Linked DNA regions of Sus scrofa: region 1 is linked to region 2. Evidence: chromatin contacts called from public promoter capture Hi-C data. All regions are on one chromosome and are shown on one strand. The core of a region is the stretch at or near the end of the contact, and the rest is flanking DNA. Distances in the headings are between cores, read along the strand shown. Region 1 holds the start of MAP4K2 (mitogen-activated protein kinase kinase kinase kinase 2). Region 2 holds the start of SYVN1 (E3 ubiquitin-protein ligase synoviolin).

Evidence for each region. Promoter capture Hi-C pulls out the DNA fragments that hold promoters and counts their contacts.
Region 1: a promoter capture Hi-C map of fetal liver shows a contact between it and region 2, with 2.2 times the contacts expected there. The contact joins the promoter of MAP4K2 here to the promoter of SYVN1 in region 2. A contact is called at or near these places in 1 of 5 promoter capture datasets (fetal liver) and 1 of 2 datasets of contacts at active chromatin or transcription factors (alveolar macrophages).

Annotation. Positions count from the first base shown.
Region 1 is chr2:7,360,773-7,367,664 of Sscrofa11.1, reverse strand. MAP4K2 (mitogen-activated protein kinase kinase kinase kinase 2) reads right to left here and starts at 2,481. Exons shown (of 32, transcript XM_005660728.2): 1 at 2,282-2,481; 2 at 2,101-2,158; 3 at 1,771-1,861; 4 at 1,621-1,685; 5 at 1,260-1,315; 6 at 883-930; 7 at 755-797; 8 at 317-389; 9 at 97-228; 10 at 1-20. The coding sequence starts at 2,377. MEN1 (menin) reads right to left here. Exons shown (of 10, transcript XM_003122585.5): 4 at 6,609-6,737; 5 at 6,271-6,311; 6 at 6,106-6,193; 7 at 5,367-5,503; 8 at 4,842-4,977; 9 at 4,240-4,404; 10 at 2,713-4,019. The coding sequence ends at 3,537.
Region 2 is chr2:7,057,260-7,064,285 of Sscrofa11.1, reverse strand. SYVN1 (E3 ubiquitin-protein ligase synoviolin) reads right to left here and starts at 4,842. Exons shown (of 16, transcript XM_003122541.4): 1 at 4,728-4,842; 2 at 3,743-3,891; 3 at 3,415-3,507; 4 at 3,175-3,327; 5 at 3,001-3,049; 6 at 2,481-2,584; 7 at 1,701-1,827; 8 at 1,506-1,605; 9 at 1,347-1,412; 10 at 1,134-1,250; 11 at 877-1,040; 12 at 464-592; 13 at 218-370; 14 at 1-145. The coding sequence starts at 3,874. SPDYC (speedy protein C) reads left to right here and starts at 4,831. Exons shown (of 8, transcript XM_021082865.1): 1 at 4,831-5,432.

The DNA of each region.
Region 1 (6,892 bases), core at 1,232-3,731, 310 kb before region 2:
TTGACATAAGCATCAAGGCCCTGTGGAGACCACAAGGTCAGAGGGCGAGGGTCAGCAGGGCTCTCGGGGTCGGGCAAAGGCAAGTGTTCAGCTGACCTCATGGGGTGCAGGTGGAAGAGAGGGGGCTGGAGCTCGCCCAGCTCGATGGCGGTGATGCCCAGAGCCCAGACGTCACACAGCTCATTGTAGCCACCTTTGCGCTCCACAGCAGCCACTTCTGGGGCCATCCTAGAGGCAGGCAGGTCACAGGTGAGACAGCCAGGTGCCTCACGGCTTCCCCCCCACCGCGCCCCCCTCCCCAGAGGTGCAGCCTCACCAGTACGGAGTCCCAATGAAAGACCTCCTCTTAGCTACAGATGCCGTCAGCTCACCAGACACCCCAAAGTCAGCTGCAGGGGAAAGGGCCGCTCTCATCCAGCTCCAGGGCTCAGGTTCACCATGCAGCTGGCAGGGCTCAGCCAGCAGGTGGCCCAGGTTCAGCCACAGCTGCCCCAGGCATAAGGCAAAGCCAGGTCCCGTCCCAGCAGGGGCCAACCACCTGCTATCCCGGATGGGTTCTGTGTAGGACTCCATACAGACCCAACCACATCCAACGTCTAGCAGGAAGGGAAGCCGCTTTCACTTTCCAAACAGGGAAACTGAGGCCCAAGTGGTAAAGCGACTTGCCAAAGGACAAGTAGCAGGTGAACGCAGGCTCGAAGGCTCCAGGGGCTCCCAAGAACCCTCGCCCTGATTGTGTCCCCATGGTACTGACCCAGCTTGACATCTCCCTGGAGGGTGAGGAGAAGGTTGGCTCCCTGTGGGAACGGAGGAGAGAAGGTCCCGTCTGGCGTCCCCGAGTGCCTCCTCCTCGCTCCCACCATGCCCCGGCCAGACCCCTACCTTTATGTCTCGGTGGATCTTCCCCTGAGAATGCAAGTGGTGCAGCCCCTGGGGACGAAGAGGAGCCCCTGAGAGCAGGGACCCAGCATCTCCCACCTCTCCTGAACCCCCTCTCAGGACTGGGGCCCCCCACCCAAGCCGCTTCCTCCTCCCCTCTCCCCAAACAGGAAGTGGCTGAGCCAAGAGGGAAATGGGCTGCTTCCGGCAACAGGGCTGGGGGGCCGGGGGGCCCCTTCCCCCCAGGACCCACAGCCCCCCAGGCCAGCTCTGCCTCAGGCCTCCACCCACCCCATCCCCCAACACACACACCAGCCCACAGGGCTCCCTGCCCAGCTCCTGGGGATTGAGGGTGAGAGCAGCTCTAGGGGCCCAGCTACCTTCAGTGCCTCTCGGCAGACATAGGCAATCTGCCGTTCCTCCAGGGGCCCCGTGGCTGAAATGGAAGGGGTAAGGGCTGGCATGGGGGTCCGGGGGACATGCTGCCCCTCCCAGGCTCCACCCTGTGTGGGGAAAGCAGCAGGCACTGCTAGGTGAAAGGAGAGCCGGCCACATCCCCTCCCGGCGTAGGCTGGGATTCAGAGTCCAGAGAAGGACAGTGTTTCTTTCAAGGTCACACAGCCAGTGAGAAATGGACAGGGGCCCAAATCCAGGGCTCCAGCTCTCCCTTCCTGCCCTGTGTTGGGGTAGGGGATGGGGAGAAGGCTGCGGTCCCCTGGGCCCTGGAGTCCTGGCCCTCACCGTGGTAAATCTCCTGCAGGGACCCCCCTCCGCAGAACTCCATGCAGATCCACAAGCGGTCATTCCTGGGGTGACACAGAGCTGGGGTGGGCACTTGGCAGGGCCACGTGGGGGCTGCCTGGGGGCGGGCAAGGGATCAAGCAACCTCACCTAAGGTAGCTGCCAATGTAGGCCACCACATTGGGGTGGCGGCACTCACGCAGGATGGTGATTTCCTGCTGGAGGGAACTGATGTCGTCCCCTGGGAAACATGGGGCTTCGTTAAAGGGGCCGCGTGGGGCTCACCCTAACTCGGCGCCCCCATCTGCAAAATGGGCACAGAGTGCCTCCTCCCTCCAGGCCAGACAGGTGCCGCTGACGGTGCCTCCAGGGCCTGCCTCTCAGGGGGTCTCGGAAATGTCAACTCTCCGCCCCTCACATCGCGCCCGCGCGGCGCGGTGCCCTCCCTCTGGCGCTAAGGGCCTGGCCCCGGGCCCTCACCTGGATCTAGCTTGACTATCTTGACCGCGGCCAGTTCGGACGTGACCGTGTCGCGGGCCTGCAAGGGGCGGAGGGGTGAAGCGGGATGAGGAGGGGGCGGGGCTGGGGGCTGGATCCCGCAGCGGGCGCGGAGTGCGCACCCTCCTCGCCTCTCTCCCGCCAGTCCCGCCGCCCGGCGCACCTTGTAGACGTCGCCATAGGTCCCGGCCCCCACGCGCTGCAGCAGCTCGAAGCGGTCCCGTGGATCCTGCAGCGACACGTTCTGCAGTAGCGCCATGGCCCGGCGCCGGGCAGGCGCGAGCTGCGGAGCGGCGGAGCCGGCGCGGAGCGGCGCGGGGCGGGGCGGGGCGGGGTGGGACCGCCGGGGCGGGCGCCGGTGGCTCCGAGGCCGCGGGGGTGGGGCCGGGGCCCGGGGCGGGGCCAGGCCGGGGATGCCCCGCCGCCCGGCCGGGAGGAGGCGCCCGCGGGAGCGGCCCTCGGCCGCAGGGGGAAGCCAGCCACCGTTTCCTCGCGCTCTGCAGGTGGGGAGCCCGAAGCCCGGAGGGCTAGAAAGCAGAGGAAGGAGGGGGCGCTCCACCCGCAAGTTCCCACATGACACACGGACAAGTTTTGTTTTGTTTTTTTTACAAAATGTATTCATCTTCCTCGCAACTGAAAAATAAATCTATGTACAAAACAGGAAGAGATCAGGCTCCCTTCACCCATTTGCAAACCCGTGCAGATTTCCTCGGGGTCCCCCGAGACGGGCTGGACCTCAGGGAGGTTCCCAAAGGGTCGGATGAGAGGTCTGCTCTGATCTGGGGCCAGTTTGGTCAGGAAGGGGGCGGGGCTCAGGATTCACACAGGCCAGGAGCGTTTCGTGTCCCGGACTCATGGGATAGAGAAGGGAGGAAGCTATGATTTCCAAATTCTGGAAGCGTTGCTTAGGCTTTTTGGCTGTAGGGGGGTTGGATTCCCAAAGGATGGAATTCCGAAGTGCGGAAATGTACTCTAAGGGGCTGAGCGGGGTCCTTGGTTCCCGGACCTGTGCTTCTAGGGTTTAGGATGAAACCTCGGCCCTAGGGGCTGGAAGCAACCTTGAGCCAACACTGGTCAGGCCGAAGGCTAGAGCCTCGGTTCTGAGGTGGAGCCCGAGTTTCCCGCGGTTAGATCTTTAAAGACTGGTGAAGGGCTCAGGGTAAGGTTTCAAATGGCCAGCTGGGATCCTGGGGGATGGGCTCTACATTCCAACGACTGGGCAAAGCCCTCGGTTCGGGCGCTGGGTACAGTCTGTACTCTGGGAACCTGCAGCCTGGGTTCCGGGTAGGGTGGGGCCTGAGGGCGGGGCCTAAGCGCCCTCGGCCGGGGGCGGAGCCCGGGCTCCCTAGGGGGCTGGGGTGGAGCCTCAGCGGATGGAGGGCGGGCTCCCAGTGGGCGGGTGGGGAGGCCCGGCGACTTCAAAGGCCCTTGCGCTGCCGCTTGAGGAAGGAAAGCGTGTAGTCACTAGGTGTAGACACCTTCTGCTTCTTCATCTGCACTTGTGACTGCGCCGTGAGCTGCAGCTTGATGGCGCTCGAATTGATCTTGGTGGCCACGAGCAGCTCCTTCATGCCCTTCATCTTCTCGCTCTGGAAAGTCAGCACCGGACCCTCCGGTGGCGGCGAGGCGGCGGGCGCCGGGGTCGGCGCCGCGCTACCGCCCTCGGGGCCGCGGGCAGTGCCCGAGACCGTCCCTGGGGGCTTCCGGGGGGCTCCCGGCACCGCGCCCTGGCCCGCGCCGGGGCCCTTGTCCAGCGCCGGCTTCTTGGGCGGCGGCGGCTCCTCAGGCTTGGATTCCCGCCGCGGGCCTCGCCGCCGGCCTTCCCGGGCTTCCTCGCCCCACGGCTCCTCCGCTTCGGCCGCCTCCGCCTCGCGGCTCACGATGCGTACCTTCTGCCGCACCTGCGCCGGTGGGGAGGGCAGGCTGAGGAAGAGGCTGCACGCGGGCGGCCGGGCGGCCGGGCGGCCGGAAGCCCAGGACCCGGCCTCGGCCATCCCGTCGTGGGGCCTCGGCCTCACCTGCACCCAAAGGGGATGCAGAGCCCCTTCAGGGTACAAAGGGGCTGGCTCCTCTGCAGCTGCTGTCACCACCTGTCCACCCCCCTGCACAGCTGCCCCTCACCTGTCCCTCAAAACGGCCTAGGGACTGCACGAGGAAGGTGGCCCAGCCCACGTGCAGCACCGGCGTGGGGCTGCCCTCTTCCCATTTGCAGATGCCATCGTAGAATCGCAGCAAGTGGGCGAAGCACTCTGGGTCCTGGAGGGCAGAACCCTGGCTCTGGGTGCCCTGGGGAAGGGGAAAGGGGGGCACCACTCAGACCCACTATTCACCCCTTATCAGAGGGCACAGCCAGGCCTCTCGCCTGGGCAAAGGGCCCTGGCTCTGGCAGATGGGAGCAGAGGTGGAGAATTCCTCGAACCTCCTTCCTTTTATAAAACCGGTCCGTAGCTGGGCCTTGGGGGAAGGGGAAACCGGCCCTTACCTCCATCTCACCCCGCAACTGAATGAGGGGCACTGACCATGAGAGATGGACTTACGCCCCCTACACTTCCTCTAACCCAGGCCCAAGCCCTCGGCCACTGTGTAAGAGAGTGTAGCTCTCTGCCTGCGCTGGGCCACTTTTCTCATGCTGTCCCCAGTCCCGCGCAGCAGCCCCATGTCCTGTGACCGGGAGCCCTGCTCAGGTGGGAAGGTGGACACAGGCTGGAGCGCCAGTCCTTTACCTGGGCCTGCTCCCCTGGCCGCTCCTCGCCAGCCTCCAGCAGGCTGGCGGCCTCCTTCAGCAGGTTGGGGATGACATCATTGGCTACTTCGAAGAATTCCTTGTAGATCTCCTCGTCTTCACGGCAGTAGTTGTAGCTGTGAGAGCAGCAGAGCACTGAGGGGGCTCAGCCATGGTGGGTACCCCCCAGGGACCTGGCAGGGGATGGAGCCCTGGTCTCTTTTCTGGGGTCCTCACCAGCCATGGTGTCTGGCAGCCCAGAGCAAGAGTGAGAAGGGGGGCATGGGGCTGGGCACGCAGGTTCCACAGCTGGGTGATGGTGGTTGGAAATGGGGGGGTGGGGGGGAGGCAGGAGGCCCTCATCAGGCGTCCCTACCTCTTGGGTGACAGGGGCTTTGGCTGCCTAGTGACTGGATGGAGAGGGGACAGGGCTTGGAACCCAGGCCTCACTCCTGGATGTGGGTGGGTGGAAACTGGGTGGAAGGGGAAGAAAGGCCGGGCTGGGGCCCCGTGGGGGGATCCTCACTCCTGGATGACAGTGGCTGTGTCGGCCCAAGCCTGCAGGGCTTCGCGCACATTGCGGTTGCGACAATGGTAGCCAGCCAGGTACATGTAGGGGTAGATGTGCTCGTCCCGGTAGTGGGTCTTGGCTGAGGCAATGCCCTGGGGATAGAGCAGAGTGGCCTCGGCAGGCGGCCCCCAGCTGCCCTGGGCAGCACGCAGGGCCCGTTGGCTCACACCGGGGGGGGGGCAAGAGGAAGATCCTAGAGTCTCATCTCCATGACGACCTCACCCCCGGCCATCCTCTCCACCAGGCGCGCCTCCCGGGTCTGCAGGTCTGCTTGCTGAGGCCTGGGCCAGACAGCAGCAGGGAGGGGCTTGTCTTCCAAGCTCAGGGCCGCCCCTTTCCTGGGCTTTCCCCCACACTCCCACAAAAGCACCAAGGCCTCCCAAGCCCAGCCCAATGTCCCGCCTGCCCCCAGGCCCCACTAAGTTAACACCCCTGCCTCAGTGCTCTCACCACTTGACCCCTGTCATACTCCAGGAAGGACAGCGACAGGCAGTAGAAAAAGGGCTGAGGGGACAAATCCGGGACCTAGCACTCCTAGGCAGGGAACCAGGACACCCCTCGGACAGCCCTGACTGCACGGAGCATGCACAGGGTAAACACGAAACGGGGACTGGAGGGCGATGCTTCTCTCCTCACCTGCTCCCTCCCAGTCCCCAGGTAGAAGGGGACCCCATCCCTCCTGAGAGGTCCCCACCTTGTGGTAGAGGGTGAGTGGGTCTGGCCGGCCAGGAGTGGGCTCCAGCTCCTCCAGATCTGCCAGGTTCCCCAGCGCCATAGGGTACCTGGGAAAGGTTTATGAGTCCAGGTTGCTCCCCAGCCTGCTCCCTGAGGCCCAGCCTGGCCACGTCCCCCTACTGACCTTTCCAGATGTCCCAGGTCATACAGCAGCCAGAGCAGCTTCTAGGGGCCAAAGGAGAGAAGTGTGAGCTGGCAGGAGGGAAGAGGGCGCTCAGTCAACCAGAGAGAGGGGGCTCCAGCACCAGCACGGACCTCCCACCAGGTAGGAAAAACCAGAATTCAGCAACTAGCCCCTCACTGGAGTCAAATCCCTTTGATATCTCAGTTAAACCCCCCCCAACCCCAGGACCCCAGGAAAGTCCAGGGTAGGACTGACTAACCCATGTTAGTTATAGAAGTGGAAGTTGAAGGTCAGGAAGGGAAAGCACCTGGGCCCAGGATCCCACAGGCGCCCCTCACCTGCTGCAGCTGGAGCAGCTCCAGGGAGTCCGTGTGCAGGTCAATGGACGGGTTGATGGCACACACCATAAACGCCACCTCCATTTTGCGGTCACAGCGCATGTACGAGCCTTTCAGGTACAGCCAGCTCTTGGGAAAGGACAAGACCGGGTGTCCCCCAACAGCCCACCTGTGCTTGTTCCAGGGAAGGACAGCCAGGAAAGGGGCCCTCCCCTTCCTGGCATATGCAGGCGGTGACAGAAAGAGAGGAGCGTGGCCCAAGAAAGCAGAGCTCCTGGAGTGGC
Region 2 (7,026 bases), core at 3,593-6,092:
ATGGCAGCGTCCAGCAGCGTGTGGATGTTGCGCAGGCTCTGTAGCCGGGCCTCCAGGTGCTGCCGCTCATGGCCTTCCAGAGCCCGCAGTTCCTCCGGGGTCAGCCCGGCAAAGCCAGCAGGAGGCACAGGCATTGGGGGGAAGGCTGGAGGGAGACAGAGGCTCAGCCCGGGCTGCCTGGGCCTGACGCCCTCCCGCCTCCCCAGACAACCCTTACCAAAGGGTGGAGGCAGCGGCATGCCCATCCAGGGAGGAGGGAAGGGGAAGCCCGAGGCGGGGCCGGCTTCGGGGGCGGAGGCAGAGCCAGGCGCCGGGGCGGAGGCAGGAGAAGCAGCTGTGGTTGTGGCTGCTCCACTGGGCCGAGAAAGGGCTGCTCACGGGCGACAACAGGAAGTTTGTGAATGTCGAGGGGTCTCTCCTTCCCTTCCTCCCCCCTGGCTGCCGCAGAACCCCAAAGGCTCACCTGCACTGGTGGAAGGAGGGGCCGCAGCCTCCCCTGAGCTGGGGGGAGGTGGAACAGGAGGAAAGGGGCCCATGGGGGGCCAGAGCGGGAACATGCCTGGAGGAAAGGGAGGCAGGAGGCCCTGGGGGACTGCAGAGAGAGAAGGGGCGGTGGTGAGAAAAGGTCCAAACAAAGCTCCCAATCGCAAGCAAGGGACTGGTGGGTGGGCTCTGGCCGCTGCTCCCACAGGCTCTGAGCTCAGCGCTGGTAACATGTGACCGCAGTCAGCCCCGTCTCTTCCTGTGATCCCCCTGCCCCCACCCTGACTGAGCTTCAAGAGAGCAGAGACTCGACTCCCCCCAGTATCTCCCCTACCCAACGCAAGGCAAGGACTCAAGAGTGTGTTGGATGGCCAAATAAGGGGGGCAACTCACAGTTGGGGGGCTGGGGTAAGAGTGGTGGAGGGTGGGGGGCAGGTGGTGGCCCCTGATCCGCAGGTTCAGGGGGTGGTGGTGACTGGTTCGGCAGTGATGCCCGCAGGACGTCCATGCGGCAGGTAGGGCAGGTCTGCTGCCGCTGGAACCAGGAGCGCAGGCAGCTGGGGGAAGACCAGGCAATGGTCAGCAGATCCCTGGGGGTGTGCCTTCCAGAGCCTCTGCCCGGTGTGCAGGCTCCTCAGGGCATCTCCCACCTGGTGTGGAAAATGTGGTTGCAGGGCAGTCTCTTGGCACCCGTCACCATCTCTTCTCTGCAAATGATGCAGACATTGTCCATGGCCTGGAGTTCCTCTGCGGTGGCATCTGGATACCTGGTTAGGACAGGCCAGGGACACGTCGAGACCAGAGCTGCAGGCCGCGGCCTCTAGGGCACAGCTTGGGAGAGTGGCTAGGACTGGCCCACTTACAGTGTGTTCATGTTGCGGATGGCTCGGCGAGACATGATGGCGTCGGTCACAGCTTTCTTGAACTGCCTACGAGGACAGTTTCAGTAGAAGTGGCGGCGGGGGGGTGGGGGTCAGTAGGAGGAGCAGGGGGTGGGGGGAGCAGGGCAGGGCAAGACTCACCTCATGGCCAGGTACATAGGCCGGATGGCAAAGAGGGGGAAGGTGTGCACCTTGATCATGATGGTCATGAAAGCCATGTACAGCAGAACCTTGATGAAGCCTGGGGGGCAGGGGCGCAGAGCAGCGGGTCACAGGGCGTGGCAGGCAGGGCCTGGGAGGCCAGGCCAGGTCAGGGGAGGCCCAGGCTCGCCTCACCTGTGAACAGCTCCGTGTAGAGCATGTACACAGCCTTGTTGTCCCAGGGGTTCTCGCTCTGCAGGTCCACGGAGTGCAGCACGTACTTGATGAAGATGGTCAGCACCATGGTCATCAGGATGGCGTACTGGGGCGGGCGGACAGGGGACGTGAGACTGCAGCCCCCGCTCCAGCCACACTCCGCTGTCCCCAGGCCTGCCCGCGGCAGAGCACAGCGCCGCAAGCACAGGCCTGGACACAGTCAGCGTCCGCCTAGCTCCTCCACTGAGACGGTGCGCAACTCGCTAGAGCCCTCGGAACCTCAGTGTGCCTGTCTGTAAAGGACAGAATTAACTGCTCCTTTGTCACAGCAAGCCTTTGCTCGGTGAAAGAGACGCAGGGCCTCAGCACAGAGCCCAGCATACAGTAGGCACTCAATAAGCAAGAGCTGTGTTGTCACTGAACATACACTTCCCCTGCAGCGGACAGGCCGCCCCGGTTGTCTATCAGGCTAATCCCTTCTGTCCCTCAACAGCCAGCTCCTCTGGCATCAACTTCCCGGAAGCCTTCCCTGAGCACCAGCTCAGGGCTCCTCCTCCACACGGGGCTCTTTCTATGGCTTCCCCACTCTCCTCCGAGCAAGTGTGGAGCGGGCAGGGGCTGGGACTGATGGATAGCCGCTCCTTGGTGGCCCACGCGGGCTGGCCACAGAGCAGATGCTCATGAGGGTTTGTTGAGTTACTCAAGGCACACGCAGGGCCACCTTGGGCTTGTCCTCCCAACCTCCCAAGCCAGTTTTACCTCAAAGCCAAACACCAGCTGCACAGAGGCCCCACGGGTCAGGATGCTGTGATAGGCATGGCTGACGAAGAGGAAGTCCAGGATACCCAGGAGGAACATAAGGGCTGTAGGGACCCCCCAAATGGGAGGTTGGTGGGGTCAGCCCAGGGCCTGACAGCCACTTCCTGCTCTAAGGCAGCTCCCACCCTCAAGCCCACCATGGCCCCAGCCATCTAGTCAGGTGAGCACACTCTGCTGAACCCGGCCCCCTGGGAACTCCGGTTCTGCCCAAAGGTGGCCCAAGCTCCAGGTGAGGAGGCAAAGAGCTAAGGGGCCAGGCAGTTGAAAAGCCCCAGAGTGGAACAGGTCAGAGATGATGCAAATTAACTTCCTAAATTATCTTTCCTGTACAGCTGCGGCCGAGGGGCAGCCTGTGCTCTACGCTACAGGTCCACGGTCACTGACTTTTCCTGTTCCAGTCCTTCATGTTGCCTCTTCTCCCTCCAGCTCCCTCCTCTCCTCTCCCGTGGATCTCACTCACAGACAATGCGGCAGTGGAAGAGCCAGGAGATGTTGGGGCTGCGCTCCATCTGAAGCAGAGCAGAGAAAGGGGCCTGTCAGGGAGGCTGGAGCTCATCCTGCATCCCCAACCCAGCGCCCACTCCACAAGCCTGCCCCCCAGCCGCTCCAGAAAATCTCCCCCGACCCGACTCACAAAGTCCACACGGTCCTCAGCCAGCCAGTGAAAACACTTGAGGAAGAGGAGGAGAGTGAAGAGGGCAACAAAGCGGGGGCTGAAGTCATCCCGAAAGACAGTGAAGGCCAGACACGTCTCAGTGACGGCATACCAGGAACGTTCCAGAAGGTGCTAGGGGTTGGCAACGAGTGATGTGGAGCTCAGACATTCTGCCTGCCCAGCTCTCTGCCCCTCACCTTGGGGCCAGGAACACCTTACCTCCATCTCTGCTGCCCTCAGCTGTCCAAAGAACACCTTGCCCATCACCTTGCCCAAGAGGAAGACAAGGACGAAGGCCTGGATGTACAGGACCTAGGAGTGAGGAGGAGAGGCTATGGTTTGAGCCGGCTTTCTGCTCCGCGCTGCTTGGGGCTCACCATTCAGGAACCTCTCCACACCCCCCATCACTAATTTATTCAAAGCTCCCCCTGCCTGTGGGCTCCCTCGATTTTTCTCCTACTTACCTGAGCTCGAGCCCCACCCCTGGCTCAAGATGACTCCTCCTTCCCTCCCAGAGAGTTCCTCCCTCCTTGAGCCCTGAACTCACGGCCATGCTGGGGCTGGACTTGGTCAAGTACACCACAGTGGGGTAGAACTGGTGCTTGAGGTAGTAGGCGTGAGCCACCACGGCCCCGGTCAGCGCCAGGCTGGCCGCCATCATCACGGCGGTGCGGAACATTGCCCTGGCCTGGGGACCTGCGTGGGAGAGGAAAGGTAAGGTCACAGCTGTGTGATGCCACCCCGTGCAAACCTAGCCCAGCTCCTGAGACGCAGTGTTAACACACCGGGGAAAGAAAAGCCTCATTCCCCCATCATCGCATCGAGAAGAGCCCATGCTCCCCCATTCCACAAGTGGCAAGACTGAGCCTCAAAGGGGTTAAGCGACCACACTGACGCAAGGCCTGGAGCCCGGGTCAGTCTTGTTTCAAAGCTAGGACTCTTTCCACGCTGCCTGCCAAACCGCCGCCTCTAGGGAAGAATGAGGAAAGGCAGCAGCGTCGGAGGAGGGAACTGCTCCCACTGACCCTAAAGTGACGGTGATGGGGTGGGATGCAAACGCAGAAATCTCCAGAAGCGGGAATGGGCGGCCTGGACCGGGAGAGGCCAAGGCGCTGGGGGGCGCCGCCGGGTAGGCGACAGCGTCGGTGACAGCTCTGCCAGGGTGGGCAGCTCCAACGCGCGCCCGGCGGGAGCGGGCGGGGTACGTCAGCCTGGAACCCTGGCGCCCCCCAACCCCCTGGGGAAGTGTCAACTCGGGGCACCGGAGAAACGGCCGACCGCCAGGATGCAGGGGCGGGACGGAGAGGGACCCGGGTCGACCCCGCGGCCGCGCACCTGTAAGCGCCAGGAGCTGCGAGTGTCGCAGGCGGGGCCCAGCCTCTGCGAGCGCGGCCGCGCGGGCAACTATCTCCAGCTGACAGGCCGAAAGCTGGCGGCGGGGCTGAGGGGGCGCGCCGACCCCGGGGACCTCAAGGGGAAAGGTCCAGGCCCCTACTCCAACCACAACCCGGGTCCGACCCCCGCCCACTCACCAGGAGCCCAGCGCCGCGAGCCCGCTCAGTCCCCGCGACTGCGGAGGCGGCTCCGGTTAACAACACTCCCCACCCCCTGCGAGCCGGAACTTCGGGGGTGAGACACCTCACTTCCGGCGGGGCGGGGCGGGGCGGGGCGTGGACCGTACCAAGTGCCCCGGTCCCTTGTGCGCCCTGCTCATTCTCCCTGGTGCCAAGAGCAGTAGTCCCTCCACCCTTCTGGCGTTCGTGCCCACTGTTCGAGTGAAAGATGCGAGAGGTGGTCTGAGCGGAATTAAGGCAACTTGGAGAGGATTAGAGTCTCCCTATTAGTCACAGATGGTATCGTCTTGGCCGCTGAGTGGACTCAACCTAGCGGCGGACTCCGGCTCTCAAAGCGGCTGGAAGGCGGCCCCCCCACTCCTCCGCGCGTTGTGCGGGCCGTACCATTTGGAGGGGGGAGTATGCAAGGGACAGACATACAGGCCTAAGAGAAATAAGATGTCTTAGATACTCATTCCAGGGGGAGTCACAACAAATTGATAAATTAGATGCTTTCTAAGAGAAATGGGTTCAGGAAAAACGACTTGTATCCTCCTTGATCTCCCCCAGTTGTGTGGGAGTGAGTTGGGTCTCCGTGGCTGCTATAGATTGGTCGAAATGGAGTTACGCGGACCAGTAAGAAGAAGAAAGGAAATCGGTTAACCTATGGGAAGAGAAAAGCAGGTGAGCGGTTGCTAGGGGCGGAAGGTAGCGTTGCCTGGGGTTAGATCTTACTCCTGGGAACAGAGAGTAGCGAAGGCGCAGTCGGTGGGCAGGGGTTCAGGGTCTGCCAGACGGAGACAGTTGCTGCACCACGAAAGGGAGAGGTTCCTGGGACCGAGGCGAAAACATCTTTAATTCTGGCTAATCTTGGGATGGGAATGTTCTTTGCAAAGGGATTGACTTCCATGCGGCGTGCTTTGCGATCCTTTCAATCCTGGCCGGTAGCCACAGCTTCCCCAGACTTGGGCTGTGCTCATAGTCTGTGTCTTCTTCAGCCAACCCAGTCGGCTCGTTGACAGAATGGAGCTAATGCACCGCCCACTTTGTGCCTGGAGTTTTCCTCCGTCGTCTCATTTAATCATCAATCATAAGTTTATGAACTAGGTGGTGCTGTCCTCATTTTATACGTGAGACAACGGAGGTTCAGACATTTAAGAAGTACCAGGATTGGCAACGGGTCTGTCTGATTCTAAATTCCCTAACTGGGAGTTGCCGCAGTGGCTCAGGGGAAACGAATCTGACTAGTATCCAGGAGGACGGAGGTTGGATCCCTGACCTCGATCAGTGGGTTAAAGATCATCTGGCGTTGCCCGTGAGCTGGGGTGTAGGTCACAGACGCCGCTGTGGCGCAGGCGCAGGCCGGCAGCTACAGCGCCAACTGGACCCCTAGCCTGGGAACCTCCATATGCTGAAGAAGCAGCCTTAAAAAAAAAAAAAAAAGAAAAAATCCAGAGCTGTTGGATTCTGCTGCTACTATCACCTGTTGACCTGAACTGGCCTGACCAGTTTAGCTTGTAACCTGCCACTGAGTTTGGCTACCCCGTATAGCCATCTGTGACTTTCTAGTGACTACATCTAGGGGCCAACGTTCAGTTTTTGCCTGTCTCAACCTCTCTCTCCCTCTTAAAAGTCTTCTCCCTGAGCTTCTGTTCCCTCCAGCATGCTTCTGCTTTCCCTTCCTTTTATTGAAATGTTGTCCACACTGGCCCCTTCTGTCTCTCTTCTCTTCGTGGTCCTCTCTGGTCTTGTGGTTTCACGCGCGCGCGCACACACACACACACACACACACATCCTGGTTGCTGCTGATTCCCATGTCGGGTCTTTGGCTGGGATCTTGCCTACTTTTAAACAATTCAATGTCCCTAGTCCTCCACACCAGTCCCAGCTCCAGAAACCTGGGCATCACATTCACCTCTCTCTCCATCTGTCACAAGTGTAATTCAGTCGGTTTATTCAGTTGTCTACAAATGTGTATCTTGTGCTGCCTGTTCTAGTAACTTTGGATGTCAGTGAACAAAACAAAGATCTTTGCTTTTGTGAGGTTTCCCCCGGTAGATGTGACGATAAACAGTTCCCATAAGTGCATTATTACCTAATAATGAAAGTTAGATGGTGCAGTAGGGGGAAAGTAGAGCAGAACAAAGGGGACCAAGAATGTGGTGGGGTCCTTGAAGCAGGTGTCAGTGAAACCGCCAGCATTAATGGGCTGAACCTAGCCAAAACCCAGATTGGGACTTAAACCCACAATTTTATTTTTATTTTTATTTTGTCTTTT